Regions from separate parts of the Rattus norvegicus genome. Here region 1 is linked to region 2. A link is a contact called in public Hi-C data. All regions are on one chromosome and are shown on one strand. Each heading gives the region's core, a stretch centred on a gene start, on an enhancer-like site or on the middle of the called end of the contact. The rest is flanking DNA. Distances are from core to core; before and after follow the strand shown.

Region 1 (5,923 bases), core at 199-2,698, 1.1 Mb after region 2:
CACAATTACACCCAGCATCATCCCCCTTGTTCAATAATTTATAGTTGCACAACATGGAAAGAGTTTAAAACATCCAGTCAATGGCTAGTTCATACCTCATTTGGATGCTGATAATAACCATAAGCACATTACTAATTATTTGTCAACTTCAGCCTATAGAAAACGATCCAGAACATAGGCTTATCATGAGAACTAAATAGTGAAAGTGTCTGTGGACTGTTTAATACCAGACTGACAGCTTGGACTGTCATTATTGTCTTTGTAGTAGAGGAGATGTTATGTGGTATTTGAGTACTCATTTTGTTTCCGATTTTTATCTTTTTTCATTTTTCAGTATTATGTGACTGCCAAATAAGAAAAGACAGACATTTATTGAGTAGGAAAATGAATAAGAAGATTTTGCTTTGGCCATTACTATTAAAATAGAACTTTGACTTTGAATTGCTCAGTTAGGGATCATGAAGAAGAGTTTCCGAGGGTAAGTAGGTTCAACCATTCATGGATTTTTGAAACGTTTGGGGTGTCTGTCTTGGTAGCATGTCAAATGGCCTGCCCTTGCTGGGTCAGGCTTGGTGTCTCAGGTAGCAACTTGTTTTGATCAAGAAAATGTAGTGCCAGTCTACAAACAAATATGGTGGCATACAATGAGCCCAGCCCTATAGACTAGGATGTACATGAGTTTAAGGAGCCCACTTTGTAAATATTCTAAATAGTAGGTGAGAATGTGAAGAGTAAGATGTGTGTCTCTTTAAGTAAAACAAACGTTATGTGCTCACACTTTCACCTTCTGCAAAACGAGCTGGGCGTCACAGAATGCGTTCTTCCTAGAATCACTGCATCCAGACGTTCAGACATACCATACCCCTCACTTCCCTAAGTTTTCACCTCTGTGTAATGCATACAGACATATGGACAGACCAACAACAATCCTGAAGGGAGCTGCAACCACCCAGCATGTACATTTTGCAGATCCTTCAACCAGTTTCCCATCCTGCCCATCCCCTACGCAAATCAGGTTTGAATGCCCAAGCTCGTCACCTGGTATACAAAAACGCAGTCTAACACTGTATTTATTAGCAAACCCTTTCCCTTATGTTTAATTTATTGTTACAGTTTTTAAATGTACAAACAGTTATACCAGTTTTATACACAAAACCACAGGTACCGTTTTGTATCTGTCAAAATTCCAGCAGCCTGCGGTGAGAGACAGTTGAATAGATGTCCTGTGCTGCCACCTAGTGCTTTTGTGAAGACATGGCCGTGTCTTCACCAGGAAACAAAGGCAACTCGAGGCGCACGTATTATGGAATAGCTTCTCTAGAGCATTATCAAACAGATGCATTTATGATACTTGGACCATATTCCCCGCAACCTCACAACCTAGCTTGTTTTCACACAATAGCAGCTTACATCCCTGCTCTTCACTGACAAAACTCTGGCCTCCTAGCCTAGGGGCATCTGGTTTAAATCCAAACTGACTGGGCAAGCAAAATGCTCTCAGTTCTGAGCCTCTTTCTACAGCTCCCATCTGGCCAAGGTTTCCTTGGCAAGTCTCTTCCTCCTGGAGGGACAGTTTAATCTGAATGTCTGGCCTATTACTTCAATTTGGGTAGAAGGTATAAATGAGTCAGACAGCTTTAAAAAAATCATTATCTTTAAAATTGACTAAAGCAGCAGCCATTTTCTTTGCAGCATCCAAAAGTGAAGCTTCTGAATTTTCTTCCTCCTCAGCACACAGGGTTTGTATCACGAGTTAGACCTTAGGTCTGCCTCTGAGTTCCTCCCCTTTTCGCTGCCCGAGTCTCCAAAACACCATTCTTCTCCTCAATTAATAAATTAGCATGTTGCAGTTACACAAACAGTATTCTTAAAAGTACTATATTAGGCACTGGTTAGTGGGTGGATAAAGAAAAAGAAAATAGCCTTTCAGTGTGTCTGTGGATACCACCTCCTGCCTCTTAGCCCACACAGTCTCTTTTCTTTTCAGACCTTCTAGAACCTTGGACCCACTAACCCTTTCCTTGTATTGCTTCTCTTTCTCTACCTATGCCTGTCTCCTCCTGTAAGAATATTAGTACTTTGCACAATCCTTTCAACATTCCTCCTACCACTAAATTTCTTTATCCATGTTTTACCCCAGTGCAATGAATTCACCAAGCCCTTGCGTTATTGTCTAAATGTGCAAATTAGAGCCAGCCCTTTTTGTAGAGCCCAGGAACTGGGTGCCAGGGCTGGGTCATGCTTCTGAGCCTGACTTCTGAAGACTCTGACACTGGCTGTGTCTTTCTCTAAACAGCGTTTTGGCAATCCATGTCTCCAGTCAGTCACCACTTAGCCTGTAAGGAACTTCACTCTGGTGAATTCCCTTTACCCTTCTGGAATCCATTGCTTTGCCATAGCTCCCGACTGAATTTCTTTCTACTTGTTTATTTGTATTTGTCAAATGCCCCCATTGTCTTCCACCCTTCATGTTTTATTTTTTTAATATGAACTTCATCTGAATTTGAATTTTATATGCTTACCTTTATAAATACTTTCACCCACCCCTCCTTGGAACTGTCCAGGCTTCGTGATGGTGATGATTTTGACAACAATGGCGTGAGTGGTTCACTTGATACCCCTTCTTCAAAAACGAAGCCAAATCATCCATTTCTACTGTGTTTTTCTAACCACTTTCCAGGTCCGTACTACACTCATTTTATCAGCAAAATGGCTGTTGATTGTAACCATCTACATTGAGTTAGTAATCCCCGTATTCATGGTTCTCACCCTTGCCAAACGTGTCTGAAGCACCAGGAGCCTGAAATTTCAGTGATGCTGAGCCACTTGGACACATTGGGTTTATACTTATATGACCCCCATCTTTATCTATATATTCTGCCAGTGAAAAATATGTTTAAGGCCTTATTGCTTTACCCCAGGATTGCAAACTTCCTTTGGCTTCTAACTCAACTCTTATGCCCAGTCATATCAAAAAGGAATCGTGGTTAGTCTTTCAGCCATTATGCTCTCATGCAACTCACCTGTACAAACCCACAAGCACATCTATTGGTTCTCCCTATCTTGTTTATATCATTTCTACGTGGGTGTGCATATAGCTTCTATGATAGACCCTACTCTAACTCCATCTGATCTCTTCTACTTGTTCTCTGAATATGTCCCATGTTTCAGTCAGCTTTGTCTTTCTGGCATTTCTTATAAAGGGATATTTTTGCACACAGCATTTCTTGCCCTCTGAATTCTCATTCATACTTTCTAAAAACTAAACCTTACTAATCTCTCAAAATGCACATACAGAGAGTGCAGATAAGACTCAGCTGATAAATTGCTTTCAATGAGAGCACGAGGGCCTGAGTTCAGGTTCCTGCATCCACATAAAAAGCCAGGCTCTATAGCAAAGTGGCAGGCTCTAAATGTCATGGCACAGATACCACTTTGAGGTGAGCTGCTGAGTGTGACACAAAAGCTCTCAGTGGAGTTCTGTGGGGTTCTTACACTGTTAGAACGAATCACAGGCAGTGGATGGTGATCTCAATGTTAGATAATTAAGTAACTGATGCCTCTAACAAGATCTTTGGCCCACACTTAATAAAGTAGATGGATATTTAGCCTACTAAATAATAACTTGAGTTGCCTGATCCTCCTGTATCTAACATGGATGTCTGGTATTTCTGGTCTCTAAATTTGGAAGCAATGAAGAACATTGCTAGGACAGCACCAATGTGTGGCCTTATTCTGATCAAGACTCCGTTATGTATGTCATCTAAGGAAAGTTCCTAGCATCCAGCTTGCTTATTTTTTCATGGTGTAGTATTGTACACCATGAAATTCAAATTCAAAAGAAGCAATTGCACTTTGAAAAGATGGATCACACACACAAAAAAAAATGGGGGGAAATGTAGGTGGCTATGGAGGGAATTTTTTTGTCAAAAGGACCACTCTTCCTTTTTCCACCTGGATTTCCTCATCACCCCTAACTAGGATATCAGCTGTAAGAGCCCAGGCCATACTTCACCGGTGTTACCTTACACTTGACTTTGTGCGTGGCCATAGAGACCTGGTAATCAAGCAGATAACAATTTTTCACTATGAAAAATTTGCTCTTAGAACTCCATGTACTCCAAAAATGGAACGATTCGGTCCATTCCAAAACAGCTTTGTGATTTGCTATGTTTTTCTCTGGCCTTTTACTGCTCAGAATCCATGCCAGGAAAGAAATGCTAAAGCTCCCATCTCTTAAATATGTAGATTCCTGACATTTGGTTGCTTCGTGGATTTTGCATTGCATAATGACAAGTGTTTAATTTTATAAACTGCTCCTGTAATAGATCGTTTTCAAGGAGAGGCCTAATCTGGAAATGCAGTGCAGAGCGCCATTGCTGAATTAGACAAATGTCTCCCCTGAGCCAGCGATCCTCTCTGTAGTAAATGTTTTCAAGCATTGACGGATTGGAAGTCATGGAAGTATTCTCAACACCCAGCTGGCTGCCTGAGTCGGAAATGAGAGGTCCCAGGGATGCTTGCTCTGCCAAGCTGGTATATAGAAACCCTCAGGAAGTCTCAGAGTGAAAGAAACACAAACAATTGATTTGTTTTCTGAGGTCCAAGTGGCCATACTTGGTCTGATTGCTAATTCACTTTCATCAACACAAAAAACTCAAAGCAGAGAGATAAAGAACAGAAGACTGTCTTCTGGGCTCTAAAAAGGGGTGGTGGTGCTTGACTGTAAACTTCAAGTAAGAAGCCTTGACATCAGACCATGAGTACGCTAGATAGGCTCATGCTCAGCTGACCCTTCTTGTCCCTTGGTTTCTTTACCACAGAGTACGTCTATGAGCCTTATCTATTTAAAAGAATTCTGATCCAGAGAAAAATAGAATTGATCTTCAAAATAAAATGTCTAAAATATGCATAGATGTAAGAAATAGAATTGGCTTCATAAACCATATGCAAAGGTTGTCCACATTGTGGATATACTGTGTAAGTTCAACAGAAACAATGAAAATAAAATATGGTACGTCAACAGTTAAAGATGTAGATACATAAGAAACATATATTTAGTATGATTTTTAACCCAAAGAGATTTTAGTCACTCACAGCCTTTCTTCACGAAAGCAGTCAGTCAGGAAGGTAACACGTAGCAAACAGAACTGTGGACAAACCTCAGGGGAGCTGGGGCTAGAGAAAGTTGGCTCAGCCATTAAGATTACTTACTGCTCTTGAAGAAAACCCTCGTTGGGTTCCCAGCACCCATGCAATGTAGTTCACAACTGTCAGTAATTGATGGATCTAACACCCTCATCTGTTCTTCTTTGGCACAACACTCACGTGTATGTGCACATGCATATATATATATATATATATATATACACACACACACACACACACACACACACACACACACACACACACACACATACACAATCAAAAATACAGCTTAAAAAATAGGGGCTGGGAATTTAGCTCAGTGGTAGAGCACTTACCTAGGAAGCGCAAGGCCCTGGGTTCGGTCCCCAGCTCCGAAAAAAAGAACCAAAAAAAAAAAAATAAAAAATAAAAAATAAAAATAAACTGGGACCTGAAACAAAATCTATGAAAACAGCTTCAAAGGTGACCTCATTTTACTATAAGGGTACTATAATTGTCATTATTCTCTATATATCATCAATAGCAAGAATAATTTTACACAGCTTAAGAAACTTGCTCAGGGCTACAGAACGTGGATCTGGAAAGCTGGGATTCAAATTTCAAAAGTTAGATGTTCTCAGGCATTGTAACACTCGGGATGCTGACCAAACCAATGCTAGCAACTTCTCACACCAAAATCTCAGTTAATCTAGATTTCTAAAGTCATTCTGCATGCAAAATAAGTTTATATGATATTATGTTATGTAAGCCAGTCTGCTTCCTTGATAGATTGGAC
Region 2 (6,398 bases), core at 657-3,156:
TAGACAGATTTTTAACCAGAGCAAATTCAAGTACGGGTTTCAGACCAGCCAAGCCCAGGAGACAAGCAGGAGGCCTGTGCTTCCCCAGCCTTTCTGTCTGCATTAGCCACTCTTGCTCTGGCTCCATCGACCTGTCAGAGCCATCACAGTGATTGACTGCCCCGGCAGATGTGCTGCTATAACAGGTAACTTGATCATCCAGACCCATCTGTCTCTAAGTCCTCTTCAATTCACACTTGGAAAAATATTAGAGGTTGGGAGGGGTGGAATTCTTTGTTGTGATTTCTTTTAAAAGTAGGCAATCTGTATTTCACAGAGAGGTTATCCTCCAGTAACTGAATGGGAATGTAGTGCTTTTGCGTTCTTTAGTGAGATGAGCTGCTTCCAGGGTATATTACTATCAACATTTTAAATTGGCCAACAAGATCTGAGAGTTTTGAAAACCTAGTTTCTAAAACACAATCTAAAGTTAAGGAGCAAATTTTAAAGAACAACCGTGATAATAATAGAGTGATGTTTCAAAGATAAGTTTCCCGTATGAGTGAGACAGATGGGCTGGTTGTGTGTAGAGAGGAAGGGAATCTCAAGCAAGAAGAGCATCCCAGTGTCTTCTCTTCACTACCCATAGCCTGGCAAATATTGTGACATCATTAAGTTGAATTGCCTATTTCAGATGGGTCTGGAACAAAAATGGGCAAGTCATACAAGTCAAGTGTCACTCTGATATACAGAGAATGAATGATCTAGTATCACAATTTCTGATAATTACTTTTTACCAAAATATTTTGGTGTGCTTGTGTGCAGAGCATTTCATTCTACAAGTCAACACTCAGAGTGCACTCACAGGGCCTCTTCACAGCTTATAGTAAGGGAAAATATTGTCTTGAGGAGATCAGTCACTAAGAGGTTTCTATTTCTCAGTAAAGTCTATTGCTGCCCAACCATCAAGGGATGAACACAGGCTGCGAATGACGTGAGTCAGTATCTAAGGAAAAGTATCATATTAAAGCCATGGAAAAAGGAAGACCAAATGGGTACTGGCAAGGAAGCAAGTGAATTGATTTTTCACATAAAAGAAATAAATATACCAACTGTGTGCACAATGCTATTTGCAGAATCTAAAGACACAAATGAAGATAAAGATTAGATAAACATATTCTTTGTTTTTCAATGCCTTGGCAGCTGCTTCACAAGCTACCTATACTCATACAATTTTTATTTATTTATTTATTTATTTATTTATTTATTTATTTATTTATTTATTTATGGAGTTGGAATATACCAGGACTCACTATTTTTCCAATTTCAAAATAAGTTTGTAATAAATAAATTCCCCAAAGTTCCTTTTCTTCGCCAAGTTATTTAAATGAGTTCTGTTCATAATTTGTCATTTTTATTTACTGGCCAGATTCCATGATTTGTTTTATGAAAATGAATAATATTTAGTCTTCACAAGATTGGAAGAGATAGAATTTTAAATTTGAAATTATCAGTAGCTATTCCTTCTCTTTTTCTGTGACCTCAGGACGGTTCCATTTTGCCCTTGATTACTCTTGAAAGAAGGACTGGGGAGCCATTGTTTGGAATAAAGCTGTTGAAAATAGTGAAGACTATTATTAATTGTGGCTGCTTCATTTGGTTTAACAGGATAAACACTTCTATTCCTCTACTGCTTAACCAGAGGGGAAAAGTTACATATTTGAAACGTAAATCTATCCCGATTTTAGTAGGAGTTGAGAACATCCTGGCACAATTGAAGGGACAACTGAGTCCTGGCAGAAATTATTTTGAAAGATGGCTGCGGTTGCAAATGTTGACAATCACAGCCTGGGGTGGGGAGTGCTGAGGCAGGAGGATAACAGGTCAAAGCCACCGTGGACTACGTAACATGATATCTTGCCTTAAAATCTTATTTCTAACAGAATTTATCATTTTTAGATTAAAAAGTTAATGTGGAAATGCTCAGTGTTCAGCAGCGTCTGCCTTGCAGATTATACAATTTCCTTTTTAAATGAAATGATTTTTTTTCCTAGCCGTGCAGACTACAGGTTTCCCAAGCCACAGAATGAAACATGCAAGTGTTCCCGATAAGGAATGAGGTTCTTTTTAAAAACCCTCAAATATTCCTCTCGCACATCATGTAGCTCACATTCTTAAAAAATGACTGAAGACTTTTCTTGTTTCCATGTGGTTCCTGCTTTCTAAATTCTGTTGCTTGTTTTCTCCTTGGAGCTCTAAATGTTGCTTTAACATCTTTAGGTGTGATATAGATAGATTTAGAGTGATGCAGTTAGCAAGTCTCTAGCTGTAGCTTTAAAATACATTTGAAAGCCTTCTTTTGGAGGAAAACAAGCACTCTCAGAGGAAAGTTACACTTTATTTTGGAATCATCTCTTGCAACTTTTCTTCCCCAAGGTGTTGAATTTACTATGATTATCAACACGTGTAATTAATTCTATTTAAGCTTTTCCCTGTACAGTACATCGATAGTAGTGTATCCTTTGAACAACATAAATACTAAAAAATAAATTTTAAAGAGGTGTTTAGATCTATATACTGAATCAAGCACACTTGAGCATTTGAGACACTGTCTTTTTACGTAAGGTTTATACCATAGGATGAAATGAGATTGGGGACAGTTTGCCCCTGTATTCTACTGTATAACTACAGTCCTGCATTCATCTCAACCCTGCTTTGGTGATTTTTCCCCCTCCAAATAATTATAACTGAAGAAAGAAATCAGCATACATACGGTTTTAGCAATTCACAACAGGAAAAGTGGCTTCTACTTATCTGAAGTTGAAGTTGCGTATTCAATTATTGTTAGCAAGCACTCCACCTACTGGCTCATATGCTGCCAAGCAAGCAATCCCTGATGCAAGGCAAGCCCCCAGTAGCAAAAGATACTTTCAGCTCTGTGGTAGGAATAGAACTGTAGCTTCCTGATTCTCATCCAGGGTCAGTGGTGTCTTGCCTTGCTGCTTGTCAGGGTTAGCAAAGTTCTTAATATTTGGTCAGTGAACTCTGAAGGAGATCCTCTAGGGCAGCTTCAAAGGTAGGGTGGCTCACTAGGAGATGGATTTTGTAATCATAACAACAGGGGAAAACCATCCTATAGAGTGTCACACTGGTTTCTTTTCTTGATTCAGAGTCTATGTGGCCCAGGCTGGCTTAGAATTTAAGATCCTCCCGCCTCAGCATCTCTAGTACAAAAATCACAAGCATGTATCAACATGTCCAGCTTCCCAATACTTTCTTTACAGTTATCTAGATAAAACACACATGCAACCAAGTATAGACACAAAGTGCCTTTGTACAAAACTGTTTTTGAATGAGATATTTAGTTTCACAATGGGGGAGAATTATAGACTTGCATAGCGGTGTTTCTTTTGCACCAACATGCCGTTTTGAATGATATAGTATTGCTGTAGCAATGGGAAAAGAGTAATGCTGGAAATTTTCTATAACTATTGACCCCCTGCCTCATGAACTTTTTAGCTGAGCCATCTTCATAACGACTAATTATATGACAGACAAAGAGAAATTAGTATTAGGTATTATAATGAAATCAAGAGAAATTGAACCAGCTCTGTCCCAAAATGTCAACATAAGTTATAAGTCATTACCCTCAGCCCACCCCACCCACCAATGTCCATCTTGACATCTTTTTGGAAGGACAATTCACTGTGTAATTACCTGCCTCTGTGTTAATGTTTGAATGTAGCATTAAGCATTATAGCAATTAATGTGAAATAATACACGAATAAACCTTGGCTCGTGGGCTAGATGCAAAGGCAAAGCATCAGGGATACTGAAGAGAGCCCTGACAGAATATGAGCTAGAGATGATCTTCCCAATTCTGTCTCGGGGTGTTATATCGAGTAGAGCTGAAAAAAAAATAATGCTGAAAGGGGAATGCTTCGCTCCAGGAAATGTTTCTTGGAGTCAGTCGTATTTTATCATCAGCTTCCCGTCTTCTCCGGGATGAAGGAAGAAGTATTATATGCTACTAATAGCAAAGGAAGGTCTCTTGACTCCTAAAAGTCTTGAAGTTTGTAGTTAAACTGGAACACAATATGGCATCAAGGAAGAAAACCTTTCTTGCACTAATGAATCCGTAGGCACTGATACTGGAAGCATTTTGTGACTGCTTTAGTAACAGCTCAATAGAACTGCACCCCAGATGCATGGATGTCTCTTTTGGCTTTGCGAGGAAAGTTTTCACAGTTAGTGGGGGGAGAAATCAGTTGCATTAAGCATTTACCCTGCAAAACAGAGACTGAAGAATCTTAACACATGACGACACAACAGAATTTACCTGACCCTTCCAAGCTAAGGAAAACAAGACAGAAGGTCCTCTAGAGAGACGGTATCATATATATGTACGGAGCCTGTGCTACCCATATGCTCAATAGGACTGTTGTATCTCAAAGTTATAATAATTTGCAACGAGGTGCCAGAACCAATTATTAAATATCATATGATCCAACAGAGATGAAATAAAAATATACAGGGTCGATTTTACTGGCTTTGACTATTATAAGGCATTTTAAGTACTCTGAATTTACAGTTTAACTTGAGGGTTGTATTAACGACATCCTTATGCTAGGAGTTTGTTCCCAGCTGAATATCATAAGCTAAATGCAGATGGCATATTTTTCCAAGGACAAAAGGAGTTTTGGCCTTATCCTTTTTTTTTAATTTGTATATCAACTCAGGAAAAGGAGACACGCTATTATGTTATTCTCTACTAATGTAAACCTTTATTCAAAAGCGCAAATGACAGCCAAAAGTACAATTCAAGTGAGAAAAAGGTAGTGTGCGATAGTACCACTCAGAACGATACTGTCTCAGCCAAATTACTGCCTATAGTGTAGAAAAAAGAGGCGCAGGCTTCACTCTAAACAATCATTTATCTACCATGATATCCTTAAACATGGACTTGTGGATGTTACAAGTACAGGTTCTGGTATCAAGCTAAGGTCAGAGTCCTCCCCATGTTTGCTGTGACTCCTCCCTCACTGAAATCCAGGAGCTGTGGAAGGAAGGTTTCCTTCCAGCAAAGCAGGACATTTGGAAGACAGGATTCTTTCTGCTACTAGTACTTCAAAAGCACTAGTCAAGTCCCAACGTAGTTCCACCTAGGCTAGATGTTGCAAGATTTCGCCTAGAATCAAAGTCCAGGGTTACCTCTAGCTAGCCAGAGAGTGCAATATCTGCTGAGCTCTCAACATGGTCACTTTGTCTATCACAGCTCATCTTCCTGGGGGCCCAGGAATACAATAACTGCAGGGATGTGTTGTCTATATATGTTTATAGCATATGCCAATTGATACATGAAAAACAAGGGAGGAATCATGTAAAGCAACGCCCTCGTTTGCTGAATGTTTAGTGCAAGCTTCTGTAAAGAAAAGCACAAGCATTCTACTTTTCCAATGCCAATCTTCCGTGTCCACTCCCAATCTTCGCTAGGGAGAAGAGAGCTTCGACCCCCCCCCCCATCAGAGAATGTACCTACTTCCGATTTTTTTCACTCTCTTGCCTCGGCTTCCTTCCTGTCTCAGCAAATGAAATTTATTTTGGCCACCTCTGAGTAGGCTTGTGTGTATATATTTTCTGAGAAATTAGATTTTCCATATGGATTTTTAAATCACTTTTCAGATCAAGTTCAAAAATATGTAAACTGTTTTGTTCTCAGGCCCGGCAGGAACAGAGTATATCACTCAGTGAAGAGCACCAAATACTATAAGTGATCTTTAAATGAGATAACTACTGGATAAGTCAATTAAAATGGCCAATAATGGGAAACAAATGCCCATCCACGAGCAATTGTAAGACATTTAACCCAAGGAAGAACGTTACATTATATGTTTTTTTATTAAATTGAGGCTAGATTCACACTTATTGTGGTTTGAAATGTGAACCAATATTTTCTATCTTTAGTTTCCTTGCTTTAAGATCTCTTAATGTGTATAAGATGTACTTCATAATATCAGATGACTGTTTTAAGTTTTTAAGTTACTGTCTCCAAAGTTATAATTTAATTTAAATTGACAAATATCCATTAAACTACTGTGCTCTCTCATAAAATAGTATCTAACCTGCGATTAATGTAACAAGAGCCTGGATTTTCTAAAATTCCCGATTCTTTGTCATTTTAACCTTATTTACAACATAACACATCCAATTTTAAAGAGCACTATCATTTAGCACAATGTAAAGTATTAGCTTTCAAAGATGTATGCAAATCCTATTTAAAGCTTAGACCTGCTGCTCCCATAATCTTTATAATGAGGAAAAAGAAAAGATTAAGGTCCTAGCAATCCAAAACATATGCCCACTCAAATCCGTGCAGGAAGGTGAGTAGAAATGATATCGGTAACACTTGAAATTGTTTG

The links. A called contact is a pair of places that touch in the nucleus more often than the background predicts.
Region 1: a Hi-C map of frontal cortex shows a contact between it and region 2, with 3 times the contacts expected there. The contact joins two enhancer-like sites. A contact is called at or near these places in 3 of 12 Hi-C or Micro-C datasets (the A7r5 cell line, Schwann cells and frontal cortex).

The regions. Positions count from the first base shown.
Region 1 is chr6:74,120,448-74,126,370 of GRCr8, forward strand. No RefSeq gene overlaps it. Among named protein-coding and RNA genes, the nearest start is that of Prkd1, 350 kb to the left of the region's middle. Within about 2 kb of position 1,449, at least 12 of the 93 cell types and tissues checked have an H3K27ac peak or open chromatin away from gene starts, as enhancers often do.
Region 2 is chr6:73,037,820-73,044,217 of GRCr8, forward strand. No RefSeq gene overlaps it. Among named protein-coding and RNA genes, the nearest start is that of Foxg1, 640 kb to the left of the region's middle. Within about 2 kb of position 1,907, at least 7 of the 93 cell types and tissues checked have an H3K27ac peak or open chromatin away from gene starts, as enhancers often do.